3 separate regions of the Gossypium hirsutum genome follow, and regions 1 and 2 are each linked to region 3. The links are chromatin contacts, called in public Hi-C maps. All regions are on one chromosome and are shown on one strand. The core of a region is the stretch at or near the end of the contact, and the rest is flanking DNA. Distances in the headings are between cores, read along the strand shown. Region 1 has its middle 29 kb from the start of LOC121215158. Region 2 holds the start of LOC107909742 (protein JINGUBANG). Region 3 holds the start of LOC107909740 (oxysterol-binding protein-related protein 1D).

The links. A called contact is a pair of places that touch in the nucleus more often than the background predicts.
Region 1: a contact with region 3 is called in a Hi-C map of leaf, with 2.7 times the contacts expected there. The contact joins the enhancer-like site here to the promoter of LOC107909740 in region 3. A contact is called at or near these places in 5 of 34 Hi-C or Micro-C datasets (callus, hypocotyl, leaf and 1 more).
Region 2: a Hi-C map of hypocotyl shows a contact between it and region 3, with 2.5 times the contacts expected there. The contact joins the promoter of LOC107909742 here to the promoter of LOC107909740 in region 3. A contact is called at or near these places in 11 of 34 Hi-C or Micro-C datasets (anther, callus, hypocotyl and 2 more).

Annotation. Positions count from the first base shown.
Region 1 is chrD02:58,610,630-58,615,112 of Gossypium_hirsutum_v2.1, forward strand. No RefSeq gene overlaps it. Among protein-coding and RNA genes, the nearest start is that of LOC121215158, 29 kb to the right of the region's middle. Within about 2 kb of position 1,817, at least 2 of the 9 cell types and tissues checked have an H3K27ac peak or open chromatin away from gene starts, as enhancers often do. A contact at or near this core is called in leaf, where this site is marked.
Region 2 is chrD02:58,954,605-58,959,353 of Gossypium_hirsutum_v2.1, forward strand. LOC107909742 (protein JINGUBANG) reads left to right here and starts at 2,685. Exons shown (of 1, transcript XM_016837380.2): 1 at 2,685-4,477. The coding sequence starts at 2,753. The coding sequence ends at 4,102.
Region 3 is chrD02:58,806,118-58,810,766 of Gossypium_hirsutum_v2.1, forward strand. LOC107909740 (oxysterol-binding protein-related protein 1D) reads left to right here and starts at 2,576. Exons shown (of 8, transcript XM_016837378.2): 1 at 2,576-3,692. The coding sequence starts at 3,180.

The sequences.
Region 1 (4,483 bases), core at 567-3,066, 200 kb before region 3:
ACATGATAGCCAAAATGCTTTTATCAGTTGTGGGCTCCTTGGCCGTCCGTTAATTCTACAGGACTGTCCATATCCAACTTTATTCATGTGAGATTGTTTAAGTCCATAAAATGATGATGCAAGTTAGAGAAATGCAATTAGGCATCACACTAAAATATAAGGATCTTTGGTACAGCCAAACAATTAGTTCCATAAACTACCAATTGAGCCAATCATTAGGAATTGGTTGACTTCTTCTTCCTCTCTAAATTATTCAAGGGAATGTTAGGAGTTATATAATTAAAGTTTAGAAAATCAAATATTTAGCAACCCTATTTTATATTAAAAAAAAGAAGGGAATAAAGTTGACAAACAAGATGTGTTATTTGTTCCTTGCAGTAATTACGTACTTTTTTGGATTCTTGTCAAACAATCAATCTATTAGTATATTGATGTTTAGCATAATAAGAATCATTTTTGGAGTTTTCTTTTCGTATCACCCAAGTTTGATAGGCTCCTTAATTTGTCTTTTAATTTTGTTTTTCCGCACAAGGAAAATTTCACGCATAATATACATGTGGATTGTTATGTAAATGATATGTCGGCACTAAAATTTAATTAATGATTTTTAATTTTTAAAATTTTAAAAAATTAATTAGATGCTAATATGTCATCCACATGTATACCACATCAGCAAAGTTAAAAAACGTTAAAATTTTCATCTATTTTGGAGTGATTTGATAAAAAAAATGTAAGTTCAAAAGCTAAAAAAGATAAAAAAAATATTAAATGAATGGCTAAAATAATTTTTTCTATAAAATTAGAAACCAAATAAATCATTATACCAAAATTTAATTAAGTTGAATTAAAATACATTATCCTATTATAAAAAAGAGAAATGAAAAGTGAAATTAAGGATTTGAATAAATAAATCTTATATCCAAGTTGTTGGCGTTTATGGGCTATTTTTTTAATTGGATTAAGAATCCACAAATATTTTTTGTAAATAGAAATTAAAAGGTATAAAAATTAAATTTATTATTAGATGTGAAATATAATCATTAAATCTAAGGTCTCATTTGTAGTTAATATATATATTTACATGAATAGCCCTAAATAACATTTCACCCTCACAATTTAAATCCAATTTTTTTTTTGCATTTTTTTGGGGTGTGTGTGTAAAGGTGTGACAATTATATGGAATATGATTGTGGCATTCACTTAATAAAGTGACGGCGCTGTTAGTTTTCATCAAAACAGAATTTTTATACTTAATTCTGTTGTGAGGGGAAAATGAAATGACATTAAGCAATTATTAGATTCAATCCAGATTTGGCATTTTAATATTTTTTACATTTAGGTAGTCGAAATGGGAAATGGGAAATGGATCTGGATTCAGCCTGTGCCAATTTATAAGCAAACAGGGAAATAAAGGTGTCATTTTCATGTATTGGGAAGGCACATGGCATGTTGTTCATCCCATGTGATGTTTTGACCCAATTTATTAATTTCATCCATAAAACTACCCTACTCATATATGTATATCATGCGTATAAAGACTATAGACTTTTGCTTTTATTACTAAATCAGAGAAAAAATGATGATTAAATAATAAATGAAAACATAAATGTATAGTTATAATGAAAATGCAAAAAGATGGTGGGATCATCAGCATTAACCAAAGACATGTGGAGTGGGATTAAAGTAGTGGTGAATTGTATTCGACAACATTGCCCTTTTTGTCAGTCTACAAAGTTAAGAGAGTTGCACCGCATACACCGATGGGATTTAAGAAACCCTGTGAAAATGGGAATGGGGTTGGGTTTCAGAGGTGGAGAATGCGGGGGAACAAGGTTCACATGGGAGAACGTGCTTCCCTACCATCAGTTAAACGGTCGGTACGGTCTCATGCATGTGCCCATTTCTATCTTCAATCTCTAAATACCCACCTATAGATTTAAGATTAAAAAGTTTGGTCTTGGCACCATTAAAATGATTTAAAAAAAAAAACTTGAATATGTTGAGGATTGGATCTCCAACACGTTAGGTTTTGTATCTCAACCATGTGTAATGTTTACGTTTTCGCTCTATCAACTTATTTTCTCAGAGAAAAACAAAACAATACCTGAATCCAATAAATTATTATAAACAATAGGATCTCAAATCTGCATTATTTTCACATTGCAAGTCCCCACTCCATATTCCATGTGTTTGCTTCAAATGTTCACATTTCATTTCATTCATTTTAATGTTTCTAATAAATTTAGCAAACTATTTTCTTTTTCATAAAATAAAATTAGCTGTATATAGAATTTGAGGGTTAATTAATTATATATTCAGAACGCACATGTCATTTTGCCAAAAATTTTTCCCCTTTTTTGATGTAACATTTTGCAACTTTAAAGGTTAAGTACTTTTTATTATGATATTTAAAAAAATGCATTAAATCATTTATTATTAAATTAATGAAATCTTTTTTTCTTGGATATAAAATTGAAACTACCAACCGTAGTACATAAGTTATAACCATGTTGTTGATCTGATTATCCATATGTTGTCCTCATCAATCAGTTATCTCTGTTGAACAAATAATAATAATAATAATAATAATAATAATAATAATAATCATTTATCTCTTAACCGACATTGGAATGCTAAACTGACACTGTTGGGAATTGTCACTTTTTTATTATTATATATTTTATGGAAACATTAATCTAAATTTGCTGGTACTACTACTAACTAACTAATAAAGTTCTATATAAAAACCATGAATATTATTTTTAAAGTATTTATATATATTTTTTATATTTTCATAACTTCAGAAAAATGTATAGGTAAATTACACTATCCATTACGGCAAATTTTTTTTCACTCAACTAATAAAATTTATTATTATTTTTATTTCTTTTGTTAAGTGTTTTTAAGTCTACGATGGATTGATGATGTTGTGATTTTAAATTTTGGATAGTAATATATTTGATCTCCCATGGTTATACATTTTATTAATTTAGTTTATAAAGAAATTCACCTTTAACATTTATAAATTATTTTAATTTAGTCCTTGATTCTAATAAAATTATAAAACTTTTTAATTAAAATTTTAAAAAATCATACAAAATACATAAAAAAATCTAAAATTATATTATAATAAAATTTTACAAAAAAAATTCCCACATATTCAGGTTGCAATCTCTCCAAACTTTCATCAATGCTTTTAATTACTCTCTCAACACTGAAATTAAAACCTTCACGATATCTTCCACATTTTGTCGAAATTATATATTCACTTCTCGTAACTCCAAGAGCTTTAAGTCCCTTACCAAGCATCTCTCTGACAATGTACCTCCATAATACCTTCAAATCATTAACCAATACATATAATTCATCAAATTAAACCAAAAAAAAAAACTCAATCAGTTAAAAGTGAAGAAAATTGGCCCTACGGAGAGATGTCGAAGAAGTTTATTATGAGGCGTAAGGCTTTGTGCATGAGGCGACAATATCGCTTCCGAAAACGAGATCAAAGACGCTGTTGAGAGGGCAGCTCTGGAGCCCACCCTGCTGAGCTTGAGGCTCATGTTTTCAAGAGGTCTTATTTCTAGTTAAGGAACAACCATATTTATCTAGGGTTTTTATTCAAAGGGTTAATATGTAGTTTTTCTATTGATCTTATCCAAAAGTACTTAATTATTATTTGAACATTTTTTGAACTTATTTGGTATCCAAAAGTATTAACACCGCTAGTTTATATTGACGTGGCACTGATCGTCAATCCAATGGTAACGTGTAGCAACCTCTCAGTATACCACGTGGTGGATAAAAATTTAAAATTTAAAAATCTTTAAAATATATAATTAATAAAAAAACATATATATTCTTTTAATTTGTACACTAATTTGTCCAGGTTCATTCTAGATATATTTTTAATAAGTTTATATATTTTTATTTTTATAAAATATCAGGTTATTTATATTATTATTTTTAAATTAAAAATATATAAAGTTTTAAATAATTTTAAAATACATAAATTAATAAAAAAATATATAATTTTTTTTACATCAAGAATGACCCTAGTTTCATTGTAGATGTGCATTTTAGTTCTTTCATATATTTATATATTGAGTAAGTATTTGGGCCATTGACAATGTACTTTTTTTTATCCCACAACCTTAAAAAATTAATACGTGACTCTTTTTTTTTTAAAAATATTTATGTTTTAATATTTTACTATACCTCTGTAGGACACTTGTCAAACCCTTGACCCTACTGACAGTGTACCAAATAATTTTCCTTAGATATTTTTATATAATTTTTAAAATTTTAAATTTATGCATTACAAAGTTTTATATATTTTTCAAAATATTATAGGTGTTATAAAATAAAAAGAGATAGAGAGAATAAAAAACAAAGAAAATATGAAAGCAATAGAAAATGTACTTTATTGATCAAAAGGGATATTACAATGTTTCATCAGAGTCTCTATTTATAAGCATAAGAAGTA
Region 2 (4,749 bases), core at 1,435-3,934, 150 kb after region 3:
TAACAGAAACAAGAGATTTGCTCTTCAATTTGATACCAGCCCAAGATAATTCCTGATTCCAAGTCTCAATTGCTAAAAGAAAAAAATATGATTCATGGTCTCAGCTTCGCTGAAACAAAGCAAACAATTACTTTCTATATTCATGCCTCTAGAAACTAATCCTTCACTAGTCGGAAGCCTATTCATCAAAGCCATCCAAGCAATAATAAAATGCTGGGGAATATGTAATGGAAACCAAATCAACTTTTGCCAATTATCCTTCTCTTTTTTATCCCTAATTTCCTCCCACAACTAGGTGGTTGGGATAATTTTACTACCATTAGATAGTCTTGAAATGATAGGAGCGACCATCTCTCTCATCTTGAGTAGTCTTTTCCAGTTCCAACTATTTGAAGAACCACTAGTGACATCCCAAAAACACTTATATCTTTTAGAACATACTCCCTAATCCAAGCAATCCATAATGGATCCTGTCCAGCAAGAATAACTTTAACATGCTGCAAAATGCATGCATTACTCCAATCTTCAAGTTTTTTCAAATCTAATCCACCCTCAGCTTTAGGTGAACAAATCTTATGCCCACTAACTCTTGCACCAAAAGCTGCACTGTCTTTCCCTTTCTAGAAATACCTGGAACAGATTTCTTAAGAACTCCTTTAGGCTAATAAGGTTTAATGTTGTAAATGACAGCTTCAATTAATTGCAATCTTCCGGCATAGCTTGGTTGATTAGATGACCAACTATTAATTCTACCGGTAAGTTTCTCAATCAAAGGAGCACAATCTGTAGCATTTAATTTCCTTGTGACCAGCGGAACTCTCAAATATCTCACAGTAAGCCTACCAAACTGAAAAGCAGTAACTCTTTTCATAATTTCCCATTCCTCTTCAAAAGCACATTTACATGGTTTCTTTCATGTTATTTATTGTAAGCCTACCAAACTGAAAAGCAGTAACTCTTTTCATAATTTCCCATTCCTCTTCAAAAGCACATTTACATGGTTTCTTTCATGTTATTTATTTCTTTATATCTATCAAATATTCATGAAGATTATTGTTCGTACTATGATAATTTAAAGTCCAGAAATACTTCATCATACTAATGCTACTTTGGGATTTTTTTTTATTTTGCAAAAAAGTAGATATAAGAAACAAGGAAACAATAATAAGAATGGATTAGAGATTCAAGTGTACATTCATGTACCATCAAATTAGAATTTGAAACAGCTAAGCTAAGTTGTGGGGTGATGATTTCGACTTTTCCTTTTTGTACCATGAAAATTTAAATGTTCCTTTCTATTATTTTTCTTAAAATGATCTATTTTGGAGAAAGAATGCAAATGATTCAATCGAAGACAGCTTAGTTAAATATCTTCTAGCTAGGCCGCCATCATTACACTAACTAAAGCCTAAATGACCCCATTTTCCTAACCGAGAAAAATATTTCCAACTTTTCATATCATTGATTTGTGCCCGTATAAAAATTAAATTGGGGAAATAACCAAATCATCAAATCAATTTAATCCATCAATAATATAATTTTAAAAAATCTACAATTAATAAATAAAAATATTTTTTGAACTATATTTTTTTATAAAATATACATTAATAGTATAATTAATTTTTAATATATAAAATCTAAGTAAACTATATAGATAGTAACCAAACTATAAAAATAAATTCATTTTAGGCACTCAAAATAAAATGTTTATACTTTAAGCACTCATATTATATATTTCAATTATTCTAGCCACTCCTGTTATAGTCACAAACGGTACGCTGATGTAGAAGTTAAAAATTTGGTATAATAACAATTTTATTTCTCAACTTTTACATATTATATTAATTTAGTCATAATTTTAAAAAATTAACCATCAAGACTTACAAATGGTCTCAAAATTAGGTAAATATTTTCAAAAGATAGAATAATAAATTTAAATTTTATATTAATATTAATATTAATATAAAATAAAAATCTCCCACTCCAGTCGCTCTCCCTCTCTCCCACCGGAACTTCCCTTCCCACCGTCCTCGTACCCCCACCCACCACTGTCCCTCTATTGCTTCCGAATTCCATGGCTAATTTGTATCCAAATACTTGTAATATTCCTTCTCATTCTTCTTCTTAATTGCCTCGGGGGTAAGGGAATGGTGGTGGGAGGGGGTGAGCTACGGAGGTGGGAGGATTTTTATTTAATTTAATATTAATATAATTATATTTTTTATTATTAATGTTAATATTAATATAAAATTTATTATTATTGAAAGTATTTATGTATTTTATATATTTTTTTGAATTCTTTAGAATTAGAATGAATTTAAGATTATTTATAAATTTTGAAAGTTAATTTTTTTTTAAATTATAAACTAATACAATATATATACGTTAATGCTTTAAATATAAATTGTTTATGTTAAATATTGAGTTAAAATTTGTATTGATAATCCTAAATTCTATTTTACGGAGCTGGACGCGGTTAGCCAACTAAATGAATCTTTCCCGCTGCAGAGTTGTAATTTGCAAAGCAGCAAGCTGGGAAAGAGCACCCCCATTAAATTACAAAACTACTCCTCTTGACGTGCCATTTCTTGTCCTTTTGGAGCCTAGGACTGATCGTACCTATCCACTCTCTAACTCCACGTGGCATTACCTTTTATTTTCTTTATATAATTATAAACCACAACGAAGGTCCTGCTTCAATCCTCTCTCGTGCCTAGCTTCTATATTTTTGTTTTAGGTCTGAAAGGCCGGCATGAAGGTCCGATCATGGCTAGCTACATGCGCAACCAGCAGCTGCGCCACTTTAACCCAGGACTCCACCATTCCGTTCCCTAAAAAACAACCGCGCTTATCGGAACATTTGGTTTCCGATAGTTTCTCCGATAATCGAGGGAGCGCCACCTCATCTTCAGCTTCTTCAAGTGACACGAGCTACAGCAGCCTCCCTAGCAACCTTTCCCTCCAGACCCTGCCATCTGTACCTTCCTTACAGCTTTTCCCTGATACCTTAGTCTTTTCCGTCTCTGACATCAGCGTTTCTTCAATTATGCCTCAACCCAACCACCCGATCACCTGCGTTGCGGTTCAGGGTAACTTCTTGTATGTTGCTTCTGTTAACGAAATCAGCGTCTACGATCGCCAAACATCCACTCTTCTCGATGCCTACAACGGCAACGAATCATCCTCCGGTTCCGTTAAGTCTGTCACTTTCTGTGACGGAAAAGTCTTCACTGCTCACCAGGACTCTAAGATCCGAGTCTGGCAAATGACGGTGACTAAAAAGCACAAGTTCTTAACCGCCCTACCTACCGTTAACGACCGCTTACGTCGTCTTGTTCTCCCAAAGAACTATGTCAATGTTCGCCGTCACGTGAAGCGGTTGTGGATCGAACACGCCGACGCCGTTACTGGACTCGCCGTCAATAGAGGTTTAATCTACTCAGTTTCTTGGGATAAAACCTTGAAGATATGGCGAGCATCGGATGCGCGTTGTTTACAGTCTATTAAAGCACACGACGACGCCATTAACGCCATCACCGCCTCCTTCGACGGAACGGTTTATACAGGGTCTGCTGACCGACGGATCCGGGTCTGGGCGAAACCCTCAGGCGAGAAGCGGTACGCATTGGTGGCGACTCTTGAGAAGCATAAGTCAGCAGTAAACGCACTGGCTTTAGACGACGAAAGATCAGTGCTATTCTCCGGTGCGTGTGACCGTTCGATTCTGGTATGGGAGAGGGAAGATAGCGCCAATTACATGGTGGTGACGGGAGCGCTGAGAGGGCATGGAAAGGCAATCCTATGCTTGATCAACGTCTGTGATTTACTAATGAGCGGGTCCGCTGATAGGACGGTTAGGATCTGGCAACGTGGAGTGGAAGGGAAATATTGTTGTTTGGCGGTTTTGGAAGGTCACCAGAAGCCGGTGAAGTCGTTGACGGCGGTCAGAGACGATGAACATAGTGATGTAGTTTCGGTTATTAGCGGAAGCCTGGATGGCGAAATTAGAATGTGGAAGGTCTCGTTTTCGAAACCCGGTATCCCTCGTCGGCGACGGATTTCTGAAAATGGAATTTGTGAAAAAAAAGGAATTGAATCATAAATACATCGTAAAAAGAAAAGGAAAATTTGCGGCCGCTTAAATTTTTTCTGATATGGTCCTGGACGTTTTACCAACCCTGGATTATTTGTTCTTTTGTTTCTTTTATTTTTTTCAATTTTGTTTGCTTCCTGGAAGATATATGATTATTTTCATGTTGTTCATTTAGAAAAAAGAAAATGTTTAATTGCAATAGTATGTTTTTTCAGGATAATCAATTGCAATATTAATTAGATGTAGTAATTCTAAGTAATAAAAGTAAGATATATTTGAGGCACCGTACATGTGCTTATGTGTGCATATCTTACACCTGGCCACCATCATTCTTCGAGTTTGTAATTTAAATGTTTTTATGTTATACATATATTTGTTATTTTAGTTTATGGGCATTTTAAGATTTTTTTATAAAAATAAGGTTTATTTGATTTATTTATAATTTATTTTTGATAAATTTTGATTTTATTATGGTTTAAGGACCAGTTGGTAATAAGGATGTTCAAATTTCGGTTAAAATTAAATTAATCGACCCAACCAATCTAATCTGGTTAATCGGTTAGTTAACCAATTTAGTTTGGTTAAAGGTTAGTTAAAAGTTTTTTAAAATTTCAGTTAACGGTTAATTCGGTTTGAAATTGGGTAAATAATCTAAT
Region 3 (4,649 bases), core at 1,326-3,825:
TGAGACACATAGATGGCATCATCGATCTCACTTGGGCTCAATTGCAACAATTACTATTGCAGCAACCAAGAAGACATGGATTTAAGCATGTTTAAATGTGTTTTTCCTCTATTTTAAGAGTTGGGGGATGTGTTATGAATAGAAGTATATTATTGACTAATGAAGCCTTTGCTTTGTTGATAAAGGCTAAGGCCTTGGGATATGATGACCTAGGTTCAACTTCCACTGCATAAACTATGTGAAGGTGTTTTTAGATTTATTTTGGCTTAAATTTTATAATGTATGAGTAATTTTCAGATTATTTTGACTTGACTCTAAATATATTTTTAATATTAGTTTGATTGTGCTGTATAATAATTAATTCCAACTATAATTAATTTAGAAACAGAAATTCACTTACACTAATATAAAAATTCAACAGTTAAATCACTAAAATATTAATAGTATAAAAAAATATAAACTACTTTAGTTGTTTAATTTTGTAGATCTCTCCCTTTAATTAACATATATATTACTTCTAATTTTACTTACATTTATTAACTTGAAAAAGAAAAAAGAAAGAAAACGCATCGAAGCGGCTTTGAGTATTGATAATCTGCAAATGCATTAATTAAGTTATCTACAAATAATTGCACTTTAATGGCAGAGTTTCACGAGTCCAGCTCTTATAAATTTATTGTGTTAAAGCTACCCAGCTGCATGTAAACTCAAATTTATGCAAAAGGTTAATATTTGTACTTACTTTATATCTTTTTTTCTTTTTTTTTTCTTTAGATATTTAAACTTGAAAATCATACGTCAAATTGGTAATTTTTAGTACTTTTTTACGCTATTAATTTTTGTAATTTTGACCTATCATTTAATGCCATGTGTCAAAAAGAATTTCAATCTATCTTAATTTCATCTATATTTTCAATTAATTAATTTTCCTTTTTCTTTCGCATCATACAGTTCTTCGAAAACTATTCAAGTAAATCAAGTTTTCTGTCTTGTTATTTTTTACACCCTTAATCTTCTGTCCATTTCCTAAAATTTTTTATCTAAATAAGAAACCATTCAACCAACCATAGAGATTTGGGATTTTTAAGAGATAATTTTGAAAGCATTTTTAAGAGAGCTCACCAAATAAGAAACAATGGTCAATTGATGTTGGAGAAATTAAGAATCAGAGTTTGAGATTTTTTGAAGATGAATACAATTTTTTTAACCTAAAATTTTTGGAGATGAAGACTTTTTTGAACCTTAACTGATTGTTATGGCCTCACTTCTTAGCTCTCACCTATATTAGGGCACAACACTATCAAATTGTCTTGGTTGGATTTGCGAGCTCCATCTCTCAACCTCAAAATAAGATGCAATGTTGATTCTTTCTGGTATGAAGAAGAAACAAAAGTAGAGAGATTGGGGATTAAGATATGGAATTTTGGGATATTGGTTTTTGATTATTAGAAAATGAAAATTAATTTTTGGCTGAAAATTAGAGAAGAATCGAAAGTGGAGAAGATGAATTAAATAATTATTTTTATTTTTATTTTTAATTAATATAAATTAAAAGAAAAGAATTTCACATTATGTATTTTTAATACACATGTAGTAATTTAATTGATTGTTTTAAATACAGTAAGTAAGAATAAAAAGTAGTAACTTAATTTATGATTTTTAAGTTTAAATACTAGTTAAAGTTGAAAAAGAAAAAAATATAAATACAAATTGTCAAGGTAAGAAGCTTTGAATATATGAACTTATATGCAAATTCCAAACAAAATTGGGAAGTCAATTCAAACTGCATCGATGTTGACGAAGTCTTATAAAAACCAGTCGAAAGCTTTTAACTCCATTCCATATTTAATAAAATCTAATATAATTGTTGGAAAGTTTTCATACAAAACAGAAAAGTGAGTAATTTTAAATTTGTATACAAGCAATTATTTAAAATAAAAACAATTAGATTATAAAGAAAAGAGGATGAAACACAAAATTTAAAATTGAGAAACAAACAGACCTGATCCCAATCAATTCAAACTTGGTAATTTGATTTTACCCAGGCGAGTAAAACCTTTTCCTTTTTTTATGTGTTGTTGTTGAAAGCGATCCAGAGCGGGAGTGGCAGGTTTCAGTAAGCATTAGCAGCATCAGCAATGACGTTGAAATTGAATATGTCTGACCCGCATCACACTCATTAAAACCAACTTCAATGATGCTGTTGATATTTCCACTTTTATTACTTATCCCCGGTTTTACCATAGCTACCATTTACTTTCTTTAATGAGGCAGGCAGACCAAATCATTAAAAATTAATAATGATTAATGATTTGGTTAGATTAAAGTGGGTTTAATGAAATTAAGCACATATTTTATTATTATTAATTATTCAAATTGGTAAAAATGAAAAAAGCGAGTGGTCTGCCGGCCTCACTGCTGCTCTATTACGGGCATCAAAATCCCCCATCTTTTCATTCATTAATCCCTTTCACAATCAGGTAGGAAATCACCACAACACCCTTAGAAAAACATAGCCATCATTTTAATAATAAATGTGCAAGATAGGGACAAAAACGTCATTATGAGATGAACGGGAGAAGGGGCCAGATTTACCCAACGGACAAACACTCCCCCTCCAGTTCTTCAATCACACACAAAAGTGCGCACGTTAGCTGCCTCCCCCACCCACAATCATCGTCACCCCGGAAACACCAAATCGTTAAAACAACCCCCCCCCCCCAAATAAAAAAACCTCAACATTTTTAAATTTTTAATTATTTTTAGGGAAAAGAAAATCCCATGCATTTATATATTGGATTTAATTTTAATGGCGTTTAGCTTAACCTGCGCATCGAGACCTCCCTGACTCCTATACTGAAATCACTGACCACTGCCTTAAATGGATCTGTGTGCGCACTGCAACGCTTCTTTATAACTTCTCGTAACTTCCCCCTCCGCCTTTCACCTTCTATATTTCTCCGTTTCTATGTCATTTCGAAAACGTTCCGTTTCGAGCTCCGATCGGGTCTCACATTCCCTCGGATCCGGCCTGGTTCTTCCCCAATCGGAGCTTCTCCTACTGCTCTTCCGCTGCTTCTCTTTGTCCCGGGCATTTATTTGAATCCGATCCAACGTCGTCGTCTTAAATGTAAGATTTGTTTGTTTGTTGTTGTTATTGCTTTTAAGTTTGGAAAGAGATGAATCCTCTGTGCTGCATTGCTCCGGTTTCCATCGATCGTGACCGAGCTAACCCGGTGGTTACCAAATCGGGTCCGCAATGTCAGCTAAGCATCGAACCTTCCGTCAGAACAGTTAACTATTCGAAACCGAGTTTCTCCTCACAAGTCTCCTCAGTCAACGCCGACACTGACAGATCCTCGCCGTCGGTAATGAATCACACCTCCATGGCAATATTCGACGAACCTATTATCGGAGAGGTTAACGCCGCCCACGGCGTCGCCGGGATCCTGTACAAATGGGTGAATTATGGAAAGGGATGGAGGTCGCGGTGGTTCGTTTTGGAAGACGGAGTTCTCTCGTATTATAAGATTCACGGACCTGATAAGATTTTGATGAGTCCATCAAGGGAGAAGAGCGTACGAGTGATCGGCGAGGACTCGGTCCGGTATATGAGGAAAGCTAACTGGAGTAGCAATCGGGTTAACTCGGTGACAACTCAGTGCAAGCCGTTTGGTGAAATCCATTTGAAGGTTATTTTGCTTTCTCCCTTTTATCACTCAGTTCTGATTTCATTTCCGCTTTTTATGTTATTCTTATTGCCGTGGCAAAAGGGCCGGTTCTTTCGGTATTTTATTTGAAGGAAAAAGAATATACGTACCATAAACTTTCCCTTTTTGTAATTTTTAATTCTTCATATGTAGTCGTTGATGCATGCCTTGAAATTTAGTACTAGAAAATTATGTTGGAAATTCTTTAGCATTATTTCTTCCTATGCCACTTTCCTTCAATAGAGCCACTAGGAAGGTCCCATCGGACCGAAGCTAGAGACCGCGAAAGATCGGAGGATTAGTAATAGAGAAGAGAAGGTTCTTTTGGGTTAATTCTCAAAAAAGAAAATTCTGTGCTTGGATGCTTTGAAGTATGGAATAATTGTTTTTGCGAAAGTCTGCTTGTATGGTTTCTAATGTAGAGATTTCTAAGTCCCTGAGGGGTGTCCATATAGTAGATTAGCCCTTTACATACTTCTTTTGTCCATTATTGCGGCCATAACCATCGAAATATAGTTTCAGACATCCTCTTGGAGGATTAGTGGGAGTAAAGAGAAGATCCTTTTGGGTTCATTGTTAAAAAAAGAGAAGGAAATTCTGAGCTTGGATGCTTTGAAGTATGCAAGTACTTGTTTCTGCAAAAGTCTGTTTCTATGGTTTCTAATATTAAGATCACTAACATTTGCAGAAAGTCTATATAGTAGACTAGCTTTTTACATGCTTCCTTTTCCCGTTATTGTGGCAATAAGCCACCCAAATGTAATTCCGGACATTCTCTTGCAGTTGCATCATTCTGATGAACTCTTTGGAGAAAGATCAATAAGAAAGTAGACATCATTTCTAATGAGAATCAGACTGCGAAATCAGCCTACTTTATTGAAGCATGACACATACACAAGTTCTACACTTATTTTTTTTAATTAAAAAAAAAGACGATGC